Regions from separate parts of the Sus scrofa genome. Here all the other regions are linked to region 2. Evidence: chromatin contacts called from public HiChIP or PLAC-seq and promoter capture Hi-C data. All regions are on one chromosome and are shown on one strand. The core of a region is the stretch at or near the end of the contact, and the rest is flanking DNA. Distances in the headings are between cores, read along the strand shown. Region 1 holds the start of RBM15B (putative RNA-binding protein 15B). Region 2 holds the start of TEX264 (testis-expressed protein 264). Region 3 holds the start of DCAF1 (protein VPRBP).

Region 1 (2,868 bases), core at 268-2,767, 230 kb before region 2:
TCAGGACCACCTGGAGGAAAGGCCTAAGAAGCAGTGCTTTCCAAGGAATTGCCCTGGCCTGGGGTCACAATTGTGCAATTTCTAAATTCAGTTTGCCTACATGAAGTGCCTCTCAGCCTGCTGTGGCATCCACTGATGCTTGTCAACAGCAGGACTGCATTTTCCGCCCTTGCAGCAACATGTCTGAGGAAAGCAAAAAGTTTGAGCCATTTCTCAGGCCAGGTCTTCCAGATTTAGACGAAGTAGATGAGCTGTTAAATCTAACAAGCATAGAGCATCCTGAGGCCCTGAAAGGTGCCAAGGAAGGTCCATGGCTGGAGCCAGAACTCCTACGAGGTGGAGCTGTCTCAGCACCCTAGGTCTGTGTTCCATATCCTCCAGACCACACCAAACGGAAAACAGGCCAATTAACTGCTACCCTCGGGCTGAGCTACAAGTGTCTCTGTCTAGGAAGGGGTTAACTCCTGGAAGCAGATTTCAGAAATGTTACAGGTGTTTCTTCGGAAACATTAACTCTTGGACCTGCCTCAGTTGCTCCGGGAGTTGCTTTCTCTGTGGGAGGAGGGAAGAACCGTGGTGCGTTTTGCTCACTCCATAGTTTCTGTGGCTGAAGTTGGGTCAGGTTCTGCGAACCCTCCAGCAACCCTGCAGAATGAACGCTTCCCCAAGGGGCTTGGATGCTGAGCAGGATTCTCCCTCCCCTCTCCTCGGGAACATATTCCCAGTCATCTCGCCATCTTGGAAGTGGATAGGAGGACGCTGGCCAGTGAAAGGTAAGCATGGCAAGCTGGGTAAGCCCTGGGTTTATTCTCCGCCATTGTTTCCGTGGCCCTGCCCTTACAGCTCTCTTTCTGCTCGAACGCTCAGGGCAGAGGGTGGGGCCCCATGGCACCAAGGAGCCTGGTGCCACTCGGGAAACCGCCGGCATGTCTCAGCTTTCCGTGCCTAGGGCTTCTGCATGCGTGGCCATGCTCCTCATATGGCCTTTCAGAGGCCTGCTGTAGGTGTGCCTGAACGCAGGGGATGCTCAAGATATGGGGCGTGGGTCCTAGGGGGCGGCATGCTTTGGTCCTCAGGGTTGTCCATCCCGGACGACGGTCAGGAGACTCGGGCGAGGTATGGGAGTCACGCAAACCTAGTCTTGGAATTGGGAATATCACGTAAAGAGGCCGCTACTCCCGCTTCCATCCGGCTACCCTGGCCGCCCAGCCCGGAGCCAGAGGCCTAGGTGCAGCAGTGCTCTCGACACGACTATGATTTCCATAGAACTCCGGCCACGCGGTGGCGCCAGAGCTCACTGCCTAGACAAGCTCGCTGGCTTGCAACGGGGATCACGTGGCACGGGGCGGCGCATCCCAATGACGCACACCCGGCGCAGCTCTTGCCCCGCCCGCCTCAGAGTCACGTGGTGCGGGCGGCGCAGCCAGATAACGCGACACCCGGCCCCTGGGCGCCGCTCCCGCCCCGCCCCGCCGCCACCGCCGCGCCGAGTCCTTTTGTCCAAGATGGCGGCGCCGGGGGCGCTGCCTCCTCGGCCGCCGCCGCCGCCGCCGCCGCTGTGAGAGGCCCGCGGGCCGCCCGCCCGCCCGCCGCGCCGGCGCCATGAAGAGGCAGAGCGAGCGAGACTCGAGCCCAGGCGGGCGCGGCTCGTCATCATCGGCCAAGCGACCGCGGGAGCGCGAACGGGAGGCAGAGGCGGGCGGGCGGCGGGCGGCGCACAAGGCCTCGGGCGGCACCAAGCACCCCGTTCCAACGCGGGCCCGCGAGAAACCCCGCGGTAGCGGGGGCGGCGGGGGTGGGCATCGCGACGGCCGCGGCGCCGGGGACGCGAATCATCGTGCGAGCAGCGGCCGCGCCTCGGGTTCGGGCGCCGGCGGCGGGGGACGCGGCGGCAAGGCCTCGGGGGATCCGGGCGCTTCAGGCGCTTCGCCCCGCGCGTCTCCGCTGCCGCCACCTCCCCCGCCGCCCGGGTCCGAGCCCGCGGGTCCCGGCTCTTCCGCGGCCGCACCCGAGTATAAGACGCTGCTCATCAGCAGCTTGAGTCCCGCGCTGCCCGCCGAGCATCTCGAGGACCGGCTCTTCCACCAGTTCAAGCGCTTCGGCGAGATCAGCCTGCGCTTGTCGCACACGCCTGAGCTGGGCCGCGTGGCCTACGTGAACTTCCGGCACCCACAGGACGCACGCGAGGCCCGACAGCACGCCCTGGCCCGCCAGCTGCTGCTCTACGACCGTCCGCTCAAGGTGGAACCCGTGTACCTGCGCGGCGGCGGCGGCGGCGGCGGGAGCAGCCGAAGAAGCAGCAGCAGTAGCGCCGCCGCCTCCACACCGCCCCCGGGGCCGCCCGCGCCGGCCGATCCACTCGGCTACCTCCCGCTGCACGGCGGCTACCAGTACAAGCAGCGTTCGCTGTCACCGGTTGCTGCCCCGCCACTGCGAGAGCCCCGCGCCCGCCACGCCGCCGCAGCCTTTGCCCTGGATGCTGCCGCCGCCGCCGCCGTAGGACTATCCCGGGAGCGGGCCCTGGACTACTACGGGTTGTATGACGACCGCGGACGCCCCTACGGCTACCCGGCCGTGTGCGAGGAGGACCTGATGCCTGAGGACGACCAGCGGGCCACGCGAAACCTCTTCATCGGTAACCTGGACCACAGCGTGTCAGAGGTGGAGCTGAGACGGGCTTTCGAAAAGTATGGCATCATTGAGGAGGTGGTCATCAAGAGACCCGCCCGTGGTCAGGGCGGTGCGTATGCCTTTCTCAAGTTCCAGAACCTGGATATGGCCCATAGAGCTAAGGTGGCCATGTCAGGTCGGGTGATCGGCCGCAACCCCATTAAGATAGGCTACGGCAAGGCGAACCCCACTACTCGC
Region 2 (2,802 bases), core at 167-2,666:
ACTAAAGAGCTTCTGTGGGAGTTCTTTTGTCAGGGGAAGTCAGGAGGAGGCAGAGACCAAGTCTAGGCTCATGAGAGGAGAATATGTGCTATTTGGATATAGGACTGAAGAGTGCATGATGCAGATGGCTAGGTGGTCAGCTCTGCTCAGACTTGATACAAGGGGGAGAGCAAAGTGCCTGGGCTATTGCCTGGTGGCTAGCAGAGGCCATGCAGGGGTCCTCCCAAGCGGGCGGGAGGTGGCAGTGCTTGTTGGCAGCTGCCTGAAATAAAGCCTGGGAGGCCACTGGCCTACAGCCCCAGTCACAGGCCAGCTATTTTAACACTACAGAGGTGCTAAAGCTCCTAAGGCACATTTAGAACTCGGATGTGAGGCTATGGAGTTCCCTAACCAAGCTAAAGGAAGTAAGCAGAGAACCAGATGAGGAAAGGGTATGGGAGTTCCTGTCGTGACTCAGCAGTTAACGAACCTGACTAGTATCCATGAGGACATGAGTTCAATCCCTGGCCTCCCTCAGTGGGTTAAGGATCCGGCGTTGCTGTGGCTGTGGTGTAGGCTGGCAGCTGTAGTTTTGATTTGACCCCTAGCCTGGGAACCTCCACATGCCATGGGTGCGGCCCTAAAAAAAGAAGGAAAAAAAAATTTGGAAAGAGTAGCTCCAGACAACAGTTTCCTGGATGAAGCTGATCATCTTCAGCTTCTGAGAAGCAGAGGCTGTCTGTCTCTGAAAGCACTGGCCCGTCCTTGTCTCAGGGAATGACACAAGTGCATAGTTCACTTGCCTGAAGCACCTAAAGGATTTGGTCATGTTCCTGATATTCATCAGCAAAACAGCTGCCAAACCTCCAGCCCAGCTCTGAGTGCCTCTGAGGGGTCAGCTACCCATTCTTCTGGTTGGTCTAGAACCCTATGGATGAAGTTCAATTTTCCCTGCCTATGGAGAGAATAATGTGAAGCAGAAGGAAAGGCAACCAGCTACAACTGCCGCTTTGTGGCCAGTCTGTCCTTGGCTAGTACAGTAGGGGGATCCATAAAAAGAAGATTCACCTCCCAAACATCAATCCTCCGTGTGAGGAGCACCAAGGTAGCTTTTGGCCCATACCATCTTGTGGCGAAACTTATGAGCATAGTTGCCCCCTCCCCCACTCTTTCTACTGCAAGATCGGCCTCTCAGGAGGGCGAGATTTTATGTTTGGGGCCCTAAGAGAGTGCTTTGTTGTTTGTTGATCCTCAGTAATACAAGCTGAAGATTGAACCTGTCTTCAAGGAACAAACAATTGACTTGGGGGTTACCTAGAATGTGTTAAACTGGAACAGCAGACTAGCCTCGCCCAGCCGCGTCTAGGGCACTGAGGGAGGAGCGTGGAAGGCGGGCGTCCCCCAGTTGGTTCCAGGAAGGCGGGGCCTTGGTTTTGTTCACTTGGCGTCCTCAGACCTTAGCAAGGAGCCGTGCTTCATAAACGCTGGATGGGTGAATGATCACCCCCCCAACTCCCTCTTCCCCGCCTCCTCCTCACCCCCCTAAAAATCCCAGAGCACAGGGATGGACCGCTGGAGGCAGGAAGCTGATATTTGCGTTGTCTGGAGATTCCCTAAGCCTCAGATGTGAGACGGGAGCAAGTGGACCTGCCTTGCTCGGTTCCCAGGTCTGTTGCGAAGCCTCAGTGAGAGAAAATGGCAGTAATTAGGGTGGTACGAATGCCAGACTTCTACTGCCATGCTGCGCTTCCCAAACTAATTCAAACGGTCCTCTGAGGTGCCATTTTTTGGGACCAGACTGGCTCTCTACCACGGGCCTCTAGGCCGACTTACCCCCTTCACTGCTAGGGTCGGACAGTCGTGGTGCTCTCCACAACCCAGAAGCTAAGGGGCTGTTGACTTCATCCTCTGCAACCCAGTAGTTTGTGGGAAGCAGGAAGGTACCTGGTGGGCTCGGCTCCTAACGGCCACAGGCCAAGGCGCGTGTTTGTCGCCACGGATACGGGTGCGGCAGGCCTCCGCCCTTTGGGTCCCGCACGCACGCGCCCACGGCCACGTTCTGCCTCGAGAGGGGGCGGAGCGAGCGTGCGCGGCGGGCGCGCAGGCTCCGCGACGCAGCCCCGAGCCGCGTGCGCGAATCGGCTTCCGAGGCTGGGGGCCGCTGAGGTGAGGGCCGGGCGGGGGAGGTATCCCCGCCCGGGCGGCCCCACGCGCGCCCAGGGCCTGGCACCTCCGCCTGGGCGCGAGCTCAGGGCCTTCCGTGTCCCCACCGTGATCCTTGCGGCCCAGCATTTCTTTGCATCTCGTCTCTCCCACAGCTGGCCCTGGTCGGGTCCAAGGGCCCAAACGCGACCTTGGATCAGCCTACTATCCCCGGCTGCTCTCCATCTTAGCTTCGGGTGCAGGGCAGGCCCAGAGGCTGGGGAGCTGGGGGCGGGCGAGGGGGTAGGGGGCTCGATGACGAAGGCCAGAACCGCGCTTTAACTCCGCCCCCTTCTCCCTAGGCTGCGGCTCACCGCGGCGTTGTAAACTTTAGCTTCCTATAAGTTGCGGAGGTGCCTGGGGCCTCCAGAAGTTGTGGCTGAAAAGAAGAGGGCTGGGTAAATAGGTGAGGCGAGGGTGAGCGGGGTCTGGAAGCCCAGAGTAAAGAGTGGACGCGACGACCCTTCCACCCCGCGAGGCCTCTCGGACCCCAAGTATTCCTGCTCCCGGCAGACACCGAAGTTTTGCCTGCGGCGGGCCCTTTAAGGACCGGGCCGACAGCCACGGCGTTCGTGAGCGACCTCAGGAAGCCAACGCTGGCAGCCCTCCCAGACGCTTACC
Region 3 (2,799 bases), core at 203-2,702, 140 kb before region 2:
AACATAAAAGGATTTCCATTCTAGCTCCCAAATTCTGTATCTAATATCTCACATCCAAAAATACACTATCACTGGAAAATGGACAATAACTGTTACATACAAAGGCCAAATCTTGACAGCATCAAGTAGAAAAAATACAAATTGATTTCTAAAGAGTGTAACTATACAAGTTCACATAAACCTTAAAAGTAAACTCCCGTAAACTTGGACAAGAAAATTACAGAACAATGCCAATGAACCTCTCACTCTGTACATTAAAAAGCTTTTAGAACACGAAGATGCTGCTAATAATCATTAAAACACGTAGGCTAATTAAAATCCTTCATTGAAAAGACAGCGTAAGAAAAATTGAGGCCAACGTGACATAGACAAGGACAAGTCAGCTGGGACTCAAAAAGAACTACTACAAACACTCCAAAACTACTTCAACACAAGCGAAACCCGAGTGCTAACATGCAGTAAGAGGAAGTGAGACCAAAACCGTCTAGGAAGAGAGAGTTAAGCCAAACGCCTGACACCCAGTTAAAAACGACTATAACCCCCAGAAACAGGCTCCTGAGAAACTTGGCGGGTACTCCAAGGTTTGGCTCCAAGCTGCAGGACCCACACACATCTCATTCCACCCCTCCCTTCCACCATGGGAGTGGGAGGAGTGCCAGGAGAGCTCCGCCCCCTCGACCCATTACGGTGCCCAGCTAGTGCCGGGGGAGGCGGCAAGAGGCCGAGGAAGGGGGAAAGCCCTCCCAGGTGGCTGGAGGCGGAGACAGTATAGGAAAGGGGGGGGGCGTACAGCAGGAAGATGGAGGCCCCCAGTCCGTACGGAGGAAGACGGGGGGGACTGGAAGGTGAAAGGTGATGAGGGAAATAAGAGGCGCCCCTCCTCCAGGTAGGGGCGGGCACAGCCTTGCCCCCTACTCTGGGCTGAAGAGTTACTCTAGGGAAGTTTCTTTTGCCGGCTGGAGCAAGAACGTGAAAGCCCCGCCCCTGAGCCAAGAATCGGGAGGAGAGAAAGTCCTGTCAGGCCGCAGACCAAGCCTCCCCCGAGGCTCGGCCCGCCCCCTCTCCGCCGGCGGCCCAGGCAGGTGCCGCCCCTCCCCCAGTCCGGCGCCCACTCTCCCGCCCGCCTGGCCCGGCGCCCTGTCTCCTCGCGCCACTCCGAAAGAGCCGTCTCCCTCCTTTCTCTACTCACCTTCCCAGGCGGCTCCGCCGCACCCCCCTGACCCCGCCAGTGGCCACAGTTCACACACACAGCCTCAGGTCCCGCACTCACTCTCCCTCACTCACACACAGTGCGACCACGGCTCCAGAGCGGCCCACATATTATGCGTCACTCGCGTGCTACGTACCCCGCGCACGCGCGCGCGCGCGCGCCTCTCCCGACTTGGCGCGAGGCTCCCTGGCAGAAGGCGGGAGGAGAAGGCCAGGGTGAGCGGAGGAATATCGACGAGCCCCAGAGCCGCCTGGGAAATGGAGTTCCGCCTCTATGGGAGGGGCCCGCTAATCCTGATTGGCGTTCGAGCACTTTGCCCCCGCGCATTGGCTTCTGGGAAGTGTAGTTTTTAGCGTAAACGCGAACTGCTACATACTCATTGGTTACTCAGGAAACCGGAAGCGTGAAGTGAAAGACCCGATCCTCCCAAGCTTAGGCTCTAATTGCTAAATACCCTCTCAGTATCTTATTCGGTCCTGGGTGACAAGGGCCTTTGCTTTATTCTCTCATTTGCCCCATTATACCTAGAATATACCAGGATCTAAGAGTATTTCCCAAAGTATATGTGAAATGCCAGCACTCATTTAACAGAAGGCTCTGTTTTTTTCTTTGTCTTTCTGTTTAAGACCTTGCCTGTAGGATCAATAAATATTCATCCTAGGTATTATATGTGAGGCAGAGAAAAGGAAAAAAAACCAAAGACATAGATTAAGACAGGGCTGACCTCAGAAGCCATCTAATTTAATTCCTTTATTTTACAGGTGGGAGAAGAGAGACCAGGTCATACTGAGTGACATGACTAACATCACACAACCAGTTAGCCGCAGAACCAGAGCGACCCCTGACTCTGACACTGGATTTCTTTGACACTGGATTTCTTTTTTGGAGGCATGAAAGAGAAATGTAGCTCCATGGGTAAGCAGAATCTCTCCTGGACAAGATCCTACCAAGGCTTTATTTCTGGGAGTTCCTGAGCAAGTTTCTGTACATTTTTATGGAATTCTCACAGTCAGCACTCTCACATGAGGAACATGGAACATAGCAAGCCTGCTGCCATGCTCACGTTCTATAGCTAGTAAGAAACTAGCAAGAGCCTAGATGGTGGGTCTCTTGATTCTGTTTCCCACCAGAGCCCATTGCCCTCTTTCCAGAAAGAGACTTCCCTCCTTCACTTCAGTGTGTAACTTGAAGCAGCTACTCAGGCACAAAATTCTACAATGATGGGTGGCAGTGCTATAGAAGTGTGTCTTCTCTCTGCACCTCTGTCTCTCTGCACCTCTTTCATGTCTTGTAACTCTCTGTCTCTGTGGTTCTGGAACTTTGCTGATCTCAGTAATGGCCGCTAGGACCCCACAGGGTAGTACAGTTAGCCGCCTATACAAATGAGAAATCTGAGCCCAGACTGTGGCCCAAGGAATGGGGCCCAGGTTCATGGGTGCAGAGAGCCTGGACCATAACTTCCTACATCAATCCTCCTTCAGCTGACTCCTTCAGCTGACTTTCCTGCCATGCCTCCCTGGGCTCTGAACCCAAAATGCATGAGGATGGAGCATTTAGGACTTAGAAACTTTCCCTCTGTCCTTGATGTA

The links. Promoter capture Hi-C pulls out the DNA fragments that hold promoters and counts their contacts. HiChIP or PLAC-seq counts read pairs in DNA pulled down with a chosen protein or histone mark.
Region 1: a promoter capture Hi-C map of fetal liver shows a contact between it and region 2, with 3 times the contacts expected there. The contact joins the promoter of RBM15B here to the promoter of TEX264 in region 2. A contact is called at or near these places in 3 of 5 promoter capture datasets (fetal liver, fetal skeletal muscle and liver), 22 of 47 Hi-C or Micro-C datasets (alveolar macrophages, blood, embryonic fibroblasts and 11 more) and 2 of 2 datasets of contacts at active chromatin or transcription factors (alveolar macrophages and skeletal muscle).
Region 3: an H3K27ac HiChIP or PLAC-seq map of alveolar macrophages shows a contact between it and region 2. The contact joins the promoter of DCAF1 here to the promoter of TEX264 in region 2. A contact is called at or near these places in 2 of 5 promoter capture datasets (fetal liver and liver), 21 of 47 Hi-C or Micro-C datasets (alveolar macrophages, blood, embryonic fibroblasts and 13 more) and 2 of 2 datasets of contacts at active chromatin or transcription factors (alveolar macrophages and skeletal muscle).

The regions. Positions count from the first base shown.
Region 1 is chr13:33,662,870-33,665,737 of Sscrofa11.1, forward strand. It overlaps RBM15B (putative RNA-binding protein 15B), which reads left to right and starts at 1,518. Exons shown (of 1, transcript XM_003132238.4): 1 at 1,518-2,868. The coding sequence starts at 1,603.
Region 2 is chr13:33,891,141-33,893,942 of Sscrofa11.1, forward strand. It overlaps TEX264 (testis-expressed protein 264), which reads left to right and starts at 1,417. Exons shown (of 5, transcript XM_021068863.1): 1 at 1,417-1,646.
Region 3 is chr13:33,749,420-33,752,218 of Sscrofa11.1, forward strand. It overlaps DCAF1 (protein VPRBP), which reads right to left and starts at 1,453. Exons shown (of 24, transcript XR_002337541.1): 1 at 1,347-1,453. LOC110256236 (a long non-coding RNA gene) reads left to right here and starts at 1,581. Exons shown (of 3, transcript XR_002337545.1): 1 at 1,581-2,125.